Regions from separate parts of the Mus musculus genome. Here regions 1 and 3 are each linked to region 2. The links are chromatin contacts, called in public Hi-C maps. All regions are on one chromosome and are shown on one strand. The core of a region is the stretch at or near the end of the contact, and the rest is flanking DNA. Distances in the headings are between cores, read along the strand shown. Region 1 overlaps Frmd4a (FERM domain containing 4A). Region 2 overlaps Frmd4a (FERM domain containing 4A). Region 3 overlaps Frmd4a (FERM domain containing 4A).

The links. Hi-C and Micro-C count contacts between places; a contact is called where the count stands out from the background.
Region 1: a Hi-C map of the N1E-115 cell line shows a contact between it and region 2, with 2.9 times the contacts expected there. The contact joins two enhancer-like sites. A contact is called at or near these places in 5 of 484 Hi-C or Micro-C datasets (the N1E-115 cell line, bone marrow-derived macrophages, cerebellar granule neurons and 2 more), 3 of 115 datasets of contacts at active chromatin or transcription factors (embryonic basal ganglia, embryonic forebrain and pancreatic cancer cells) and 1 of 9 other capture datasets (embryonic stem cells).
Region 3: a Hi-C map of the N1E-115 cell line shows a contact between it and region 2, with 9 times the contacts expected there. The contact joins two enhancer-like sites. A contact is called at or near these places in 3 of 484 Hi-C or Micro-C datasets (the N1E-115 cell line, bone marrow-derived macrophages and embryonic fibroblasts) and 6 of 115 datasets of contacts at active chromatin or transcription factors (differentiating embryonic stem cells, embryonic basal ganglia, embryonic forebrain and 3 more).

What each region holds. Positions count from the first base shown.
Region 1 is chr2:4,435,241-4,437,940 of GRCm38.p6, reverse strand. The region is part of intron 2 of Frmd4a (FERM domain containing 4A); the gene reads right to left. Among named protein-coding and RNA genes, the nearest start is that of Gm23691, 56 kb to the right of the region's middle. Within about 2 kb of position 1,415, at least 43 of the 459 cell types and tissues checked have an H3K27ac peak or open chromatin away from gene starts, as enhancers often do. A contact at or near this core is called in the N1E-115 cell line, where this site is marked.
Region 2 is chr2:4,227,387-4,230,086 of GRCm38.p6, reverse strand. The region is part of intron 1 of Frmd4a (FERM domain containing 4A); the gene reads right to left. Among named protein-coding and RNA genes, the nearest start is that of Gm39752, 19 kb to the left of the region's middle. Within about 2 kb of position 1,311, at least 28 of the 459 cell types and tissues checked have an H3K27ac peak or open chromatin away from gene starts, as enhancers often do. A contact at or near this core is called in the N1E-115 cell line, where this site is marked.
Region 3 is chr2:4,451,799-4,454,498 of GRCm38.p6, reverse strand. All of the region lies in intron 2 of Frmd4a (FERM domain containing 4A), which reads right to left. Among named protein-coding and RNA genes, the nearest start is that of Gm39751, 61 kb to the left of the region's middle. Within about 2 kb of position 1,423, at least 42 of the 459 cell types and tissues checked have an H3K27ac peak or open chromatin away from gene starts, as enhancers often do. A contact at or near this core is called in the N1E-115 cell line, where this site is marked.

The DNA of each region.
Region 1 (2,700 bases), core at 166-2,665, 210 kb before region 2:
AGTAGGCATCTCCAGCATCTCCAGCCCCAGGGATGACTGGTTCAGGACTTTGGTCACCTAGCAAATATACCTAGGAAACTGGTATCTGAGTAGGCAAGCTACCACAGTCGACATGAGAGTTACCATGCAAACCAGCATCAACCCTAGCTGTGTAAACCCCTGGGTGCCTTTGTCACGAATCCTTTCCACAAAGACCAACTTCTCCTCACTATTTCCAAACCTCTGTTAAAGGTACACACAGAGGTGTGTGTTTGTGTGTGTGTGTGTGTGTGTGTGTGTGTGTGTGTTTCATTTGTCTCCTCTATCAACAAAATTATTCACATTCCGCTGAACTGTGCTGTGTGGCTATGGGCTTAGCTCTGTTGTTCACCTCATCTCTTCTCATCCCTCCTTAGCAAGGAACTCATCGTTCAAATCCTCTCATGAGGGTCTTTGTGCGTTCTCTTACAGCCCTACCCAAGAGGATCTGTGGAAATGGTTTTGTGAGGGACTTAGCAGTAAAACCAGAGCCAAAATAAAAGGACAGAGAGCAACTTTAGCTAGCTTGCAAGGAGAAGAATTTACTACACCCTCCTCCTACTTTGCTCACTCCCCCTTCAACTTCTGCTTTGAGCCAAATATCAGCAGTGCTCATTGAGTAGATTTGTAAACCAAGCTAAGATCGGTTTCAATGAAGAAATGGAACATACAAGGGGAAGCAGGAGGGCTTGGGGGAATGGGAGCTCTATAGTGGTGTTGCTAGGCAACCAAGGTCCTGGACCAGTCATCCCTGGGGCTGGAGATGCTGAATGGCCTACCCTCCATTCTTGTGCTTGGCTGAGCTGTCTGGTTCTGGAGCCACATACGTGTGAGGGAGTTCCCAGATGGTAGCATCAATCTGGTATGTTCTGCTACTCTGCCCTGTCTCATATCCCCCAGGGAGACTGGCTTTTGCCGCCTTTGTTTTCCTCCAGCACAGAAAGAGCTCACTAGCTCCCCCACTCCCACTCCCACTCCCGAATGTTTTTAAAAGTCCTTGCTGGAGAGGGGGGAAGGTTTGGCATCTTCTAGCTCCTCCCCAAAGGGGAAACTATTCATCTGTGCGTGCATACCTCATGAGCTGTTTCCTATTCCTTCACGCTGTTAAATGAACTCTCGATGACATATGGAATTACCATCACGTCATCTGGCTATACTCTATCGTCACATTTGTTTGCTTTACCATGTGCCTTTAAGATGTTAAATATTATTGGCCACCCCCAGGGGCTGGGGCGACATCTGGTTTGCTCATTTGGTAGTGTGCCTGCTTCACAGAACAGAGCTTAATAAATGATGCTGGCAATCACTCTGAAGGTAGAGGTCAGCTCACGGCGGCGCTGTCCCGCCCGCTCTGGCTCGTCTTGACAAGGTGGCCTGAGAGATCCAGGACAGACGGTTTATGATGCTGAGTCCCTTTGTCTACTCCTTGCCTCTGCGTGCATCCTTAGCCCTTGGCTGAGGCAGGGACTCCTGGTGAATGGAGCACAGAAGGAAGCAGATGGCAGATACGGGCCAGACTTCAGCAGACGGGTCAGCCAGCCAATCAGAAGATACCACCTGCCTACCCTGTTCAGCTGAGAAGACATGAAATCAACTTGTCTTGTCTTTTTTTTTTTTTTTTTGGCAACATGTGCTTTGAGGGAATTCCTGGTTTCTGGTTTGCTCGGGAGAAACCAATCCTTTTACATTTTTTAGAGGATGTTATCTGTGAAGTGTCTGTGAGGGTAATGTGTATGTAGGCATGCATGGACAAAGTCTGCTTGTTTATTCTATGTGGCACTCTTAGAGCCAGACATATTTTTAAAAAGTTAGTTGTACACTTGCTTTTCTAGTCCATAGTAGGCAGCGTGTCAACTCTGTCTCCAAGTACTACTTTACTTAAAGCCCACGTTAACTTCCTTAATCCTTAAGACCAATACACACTAGTGTCTGTGTCAGAGAAAAGCAAGAATGGTAACAGTCACCTCACCCTTCTGCCATACCAGGCAGCCCTTACCGCTACCAGAGACACCTCAGGATAGCCGTGACACTTTACGAACTGGTGGTTTTCTTTTTTAGTGCCCTCCATGCCGGGGTTCTTGAATGTGGACATCGTAGATGACCATGTATGTCATGATGTCAAAAGGTTGGATATGCCTAGATTAGAAACTGAGTTCAAAGCAAAGGAAAGGGCTGGGGAGATAGGCCAGTGAGTAATGCTCTTGCCTTACGGGCTTGCGGACCCTGGAAGCTCCTGCCCTAGGGACCTGTTCAAGAGTAGGGGCACAAAGTAATGGCAGGCAGCACTGTCTTGTTACCTTCCTAACTTCTGTTGGGAAACACAGACTCCTTAGAGTCTCCCGGATTCTCAGAACCATGGGATTCTCAGAATCACGGGTTCCTCTATTTTACAGGAAGTAGACAGTTTGAAATTTTCTGTCACCAGCCACCAAAAGACTGGGTTAGAGGGGACAGATGTGGTCTTCCTTAGCATGTTGCCTCCCATCCCACTGAAGCTTCATAAACACAGCAGCAATCTCGGGGAATGGTGGCCATCTGTGCAGGCGGGGAGGACTTCAGTGTGTAAAGCTTTATTGTGTGAGGTGACAAAGTTGGCAGAACAAAATATCCACTCATGAAAAGTGATGGGAAAAGCAGAGACGAGACCGTCCAGGCTGAGAAGGCCAACGTCTGTTTCCTTGA
Region 2 (2,700 bases), core at 62-2,561:
CCGGCAGGCTGAGAGGCAGACCTAAGGGCAGACTTACACAGCTGGAGCATTTTGAGTGGCTTGCTTCCTTTCTCTTGGGGATGGAGTCTGTTATCACTAGAATGGGTCGTTACAAATATAAGCTCCCCTACCCATGCCCTTCTTGCTGTAACTTCACTTTATTATGTCTTTAATTCCTTTCTGATTTCCACCATGGGTCAAATATAATGAAGCTCGTTTTGTAAATAACTCAGCCTCAGGTAGTCTACTACAGCACGAGGAAACAGATCAAGATGTCCTCTGCCTGAACTTCCTGTCTGACTACCTATCATCTATTTATCCATTCTGGGTTGCCTTGTGATGCACACCACACCCCTTGGCAGAGAGAGGAAGATATGGCACTCTGATGGATGCTCGAGCCCCCTTTACAGTTGCTGGCTCTTGCATTAGCACCTGGGTGGTAAGGAAGGCAGCATCCTGCTCGGCTTCTGGGAAAATAGTGGGTTTTGGAACATTTTAATGATGGGGAAGGTCAAGAACTTGAATGCAGTTTCCTCTCTGCAGATCTTCCCTCCCCAGCCTCACTCCTTTTATCATATGAGATTTCTTTGCATATCTGAAGAAAGTTATCAACATCTTTCTTGTCTTTTTTTTTTTTTTTCTGGACAAATACTTTCAGCTCCATTCCAATAAAATTCAAATTTTCTTCTCTAAACACAATAGTCCTTAGCACAGTGACAAGAGCAGAGTGACCTGTCTTACTTCTTTGTGTGTGTACATGTTGATGTGCACACACACATCTGGATAGATGCACATGTTCCTCTGCACACACACATCTGGGTTGATGCATATACGTGTGTAGAAATGTGCATGCAGGATCTGAGGCCATCACTGAGTTCTTCCTTTATGGGTCTCTATCTTACTCCTGGGCATCGGGCTTTCTCACTGAATCTGGAGCTCCCTGAATGGCTAGACTGGCTTCCATCAAGCCCCTGCGACCCTCTTATCTCTGTCTCCTCTGAGCTGGGATTACAGACAAATGCTATCACTCCCAGCCCTTTCCATGGGAACTGGAAATTGAACTCGGCTCCTGGAGCTTCCATGGCAAGCACTTCACTAACTGAGCCATCTCCCCAGCTCAGCCATGTGACTCTCTACAAGATGCTTATGATAAGATCTTCTTCCTGTCCTGATCGTAAGCTGATAGCTTCGTGCTCAGAGCTAGAGAGCATTGGTCTTTTTAATGGTTTCAGCTGTGTGTGGACACCACAGGGCTTATTGTCAGTGAAGTCCTTGGTGCTGTTTCCTAGCAGCTGAAAATGCATACATCTCTCCTCTCTCCTGCTCACTCTGCCCTTCCAGCCTGCAGCAGTTCCCTCTAGAGGTTCATTCTGTCACCAGCAGATTACCCATTCTGCCTGGCTTTGTGTCATCTGCCTGACAATGTCACTGAGCAGAGGAGGGATCCCAATGAATGAGACAGTCACTCTGAAGTGTGCCCGACCTTGCTCACCTCTTTCAGCCTGCCCATCCCCCAGATTCTCTTTGCGCTGTGCTCATGTGTCTTCTAGGATCTGTCTTTGGGCTCAGCTGTTTGGCTCATGAAGACCACTGTAGGTGTGTGTATGTGTATGTGTGTGTGTGTGGGGGGGGGGGCTTGCTTCTGTCTCAACATGCTGACTGTTTCTTTCCTGTTGGGATTGTGGAATCCTGGGTTTCTATTTAATTCTGGAACTACTCTCAGTAGCTCCCCAGGGCTTCATCTGACCCCACACCTTACACAACTTCTTTTTACATCCTCCTTCATGATGTCTTGCCTCTGAGCACTGCTACGCTAACCTTCAGTTCAGGTCTGCTGTTAGGAGGTTCCATGAAAATAACACAGGGGGAAGGGAGGCTTCTTATAGCAAACACCGCTATCTCAGCCCTCATGGTTCACTTAGGAAGATAATACACGGCGCAGAGGCGGCGGAGGGCGGGGCCCCCGTCATTGATACATTGGTATCAAAGGCAAGGTGGATTAGAGGTCTTCTCTATCACAGACCTGTAAGGAAATCCTAGTTGAGAAAGAAGGTGGTGGGGACTCATCCCCTTAACCCCTATAGTCTTGTCACCACCTCTTCAAAGCCACTTTCTTGGAGTGCCCCTAGAACTTGAAATCTCTTTCCTCTCACAGCTGATCTTCCTGTCACAGTTGGCTCCCAGTGTCATCTTCTTCCCACAGGATCTGCTGCTGGCTCTCAAAGGGTATTTCCACGGGGGAGGGAAGGGTATCTAATGTGATTGCTGCTGGCCAGCTTCCCATCCATTGTCCAACTGTTCTTCATTGGTCTGGGCAGCTAGCCCCATGCATGCACAACATGAGGCGGCTTATCAGCACCATTTCCCACACAGGACTGGCGAGTCCAGCGGTGTGCTGTCACCTGCTGTAGGAGAACAAAGGCCTTCTCCCCCCATCTTCTTCCCCAGAGTGCTGGGAATCAGGCCAGCTTCATTCTGTGTTTTCAAACATGCTAGTTTCTGTGGCAGCTTTTATAATGATTATCTCCCGAGAGTCTTGGCCTCAAAACACTTTATTTATTGAGGGTGGAAAAAAATTCACCCTTTTTAACCATTAAAACCAAGAAGGTATAGTTTTACTGGAATGTTTTCCCTTGTGGGAAAATCTCTCCTTTGCCGCTTGAGGGGAGCCATTGGCCATAGTGTGCACTGACTGGATGG
Region 3 (2,700 bases), core at 174-2,673, 220 kb before region 2:
TAAGGAGTTAAGACTCTGGGCGTGTCTGTGAGGGAATTCTAGACAAGGGAAGACCGACTCTAAACTCCATTCCAGGAGCTGAGGTTCCAGAGGACTCTATAACAAAGGAAAAGGAGTGAGCCAAAGTCCCACCTCAGCTCTCTGCTTCCTGACTCTAGCTAGATGCACAGTGGCCAACTACCTCAACCTCTGTCCTCTATAAACTCTCCACTAAATAAACTGCATCCTTTGAGTGTAAGCCCAAATAAAGGCTTCTGTCCCTAAGCTGTTTTTCTTGGGTCTTCGTTGCAGCAATTAGATAAGTAACTAACACAGTTCCTTCATTTCCACCGAGCTGGGTGGTGAGTGTGGACTGATTGCAGGGGTGGATGGATGGATGGATGGACGGATGGATGGATGGATGGATGGGTGGGTGGATGGATGGATGGATGGATGGATGGATGGATAGAGGATGGATAGATGGATGGATGGATAGATGGATGGATGGATGGGTGGATGGATGACTGGATGGATGGATGGATGGATGGATAGATGGATGGATGGATGGATGGATGGATAGATGGATGGATGCACAGATGAACGAGCGCAGGATGACTGGATGCATGGTGAAGGAGGGAGAAGAGGAGCTTTCAGATTTATTGAAACCAACATGAGCCTGGGTTCTGTTCCCTCATCCTGTAAGCCTTTAGCTAACTCACCTGCTCAGCTCTGATTCCTGCCAAGTTCAGCCCCTCCCAAAGCTACTTGATGACGTCTTACTTAGGAGGGCTCAGGGGGGTCTGTCTTTATTTCCTCCTCCCTCTCCCTCCCTCTCCCTTTCCACCTTCCCTTCTGTCAGCCATTTCTGCTTTCCTTTCTGCAGTGATTGGGATGGAACCAAGGGCTTTGCCCAGCCTAGGCAAGCGGGTGACAACTCAGCTACATCCTATAGCCCCAGTCTCTGATTTTTAAAAAATATACATGATCTATAGCCCAGGTTAGCCTCGAAATCACGATCCTTCTGACTCAGCCTGTTAAGTACTGAGTTGATGGGGTTGTATTCTCACAGCTGGATCAGGGAAGCAGCTTCATCCACTGGGAATTTCTCTTTGCTCACTGGGACTCTTCAGCTATGGGTCCAGCACTGAGGGCCCACTGTGTCCCACCCCTGCTAGCGAGCTGAGGAAGCTGTACCAGTGTGACCGAAGGAGACACAGGGTAAAGGCAGGCTTTCCACACTTCCCTTTTCTCCTCCTGGTCTCTTCTTGTCTTAAGCATTTCATTAACTGTATCTGGGGCTGGCAGGGCGTTCTGCAACATTTAACTGGAAGACTCTTAATGAGGCGGTTCCCATGCAATGCCTCAAACCCTCTGACCCCTCCTTGTCACTGCCATTGGAGCCTAGCCATGACCTCATCTGCAGATGCATTGTGTATTTCCTCAGCTGGCCTTGCTCGCTCTCTTGAGGCCTCACGTTCTCCTTTCTGGAATAGAGTTAATAGGCTTTGCATTCATAATAGTCTGTCAGTCTGTAAGAGGGAAATCATCACAGGCTATGACCCCAGGGCAGCCAGTGTCATCAGCTGCCAGGCTGAGTGTCCATTGAGCTTGGAGCTGTCACCTCTCACCTCTTCCTTTCATATGTAGGAGAGAAGGTCAGACTGTGGCCCAAGTCACAGGCACAAAGGAGATGCCATTGTCTGCATAGCTGCCTTTCCCAGCCTCTCAGTCAGCCTGGCTGACTTCCCAGGAAGTCAAGGATGTGTTCAAAGGAAATGATGAAAAGCCATGAAAGTGTATCTTCCTCCAAAGCCACGAGGATGTGGGACGCAGCTCGGTGGTAATGCGTTTGCCCACCGTGTGCAAAGTTCTGGGTTTCATTCCCTAGACAATCAACAATCAGAAAAACGAGGATGGGGCTTCCCACACCCAGAGGCACCACCTCATTTCCCTTCCCTTCCGGGGAATGAAGAGGTCAGAAGATGTGAGTTACTGCTTAGGTACATACAAGTTCATGCAAGAGCAGAGGTCAAGATTCTTACCCCAACTCCACTGACTTCAGAATTTTGCAGTTCAGAGTACAGAAAAGTTGGGATCTACAGCCTATCATGGACTTGGTTTAACCCAGTCCTAAGAACCCATCCTTGACCTCAGCCAGTACAATCCCAGCACAGCCACCTAATCTGTAGCTGCAGCTTCCCACCCTGGGACTCACCTAACGTCTCTGTTGGAGATCCTGCTTGGCTACACTGTAGCCTTGGTAACTAGCCAGGTGTTCACACCTGGATCTCATATCTGGATTTCTGTTCTCCAGGGAGTACCTTAAGGTAGGGGGGCTGGACTAGAAGAGAGATGTGCTTTCCATACCTTGAGGCACCACCACATTTCCTTATCTTCTGGAAAATGAAGAGGTCAGAAGATGCTAAGTGAGTTCCCAATTATGCCTCTGTGAAAACACAGCCTAAGCACTATATTAAGCATTTCTTTCTTTCTTTTACCCCTTAAGGGGCTATGATATGAAATTCTTGAGTAGAATTATTATTATTATCATCATCATCATTTTAAAGATGTATTTATTTTATGTATGACTACACTGTCACTGTCTTCAGACACACCAGAAGAAGGCATCAGACCCCATTACAGATGGTTGTGAGCCACCATGTGGTTGCTGGGAATTGAACTCAGGGCCTCTGGAAGAGCAGTCAGTCCTCTTAACCACTG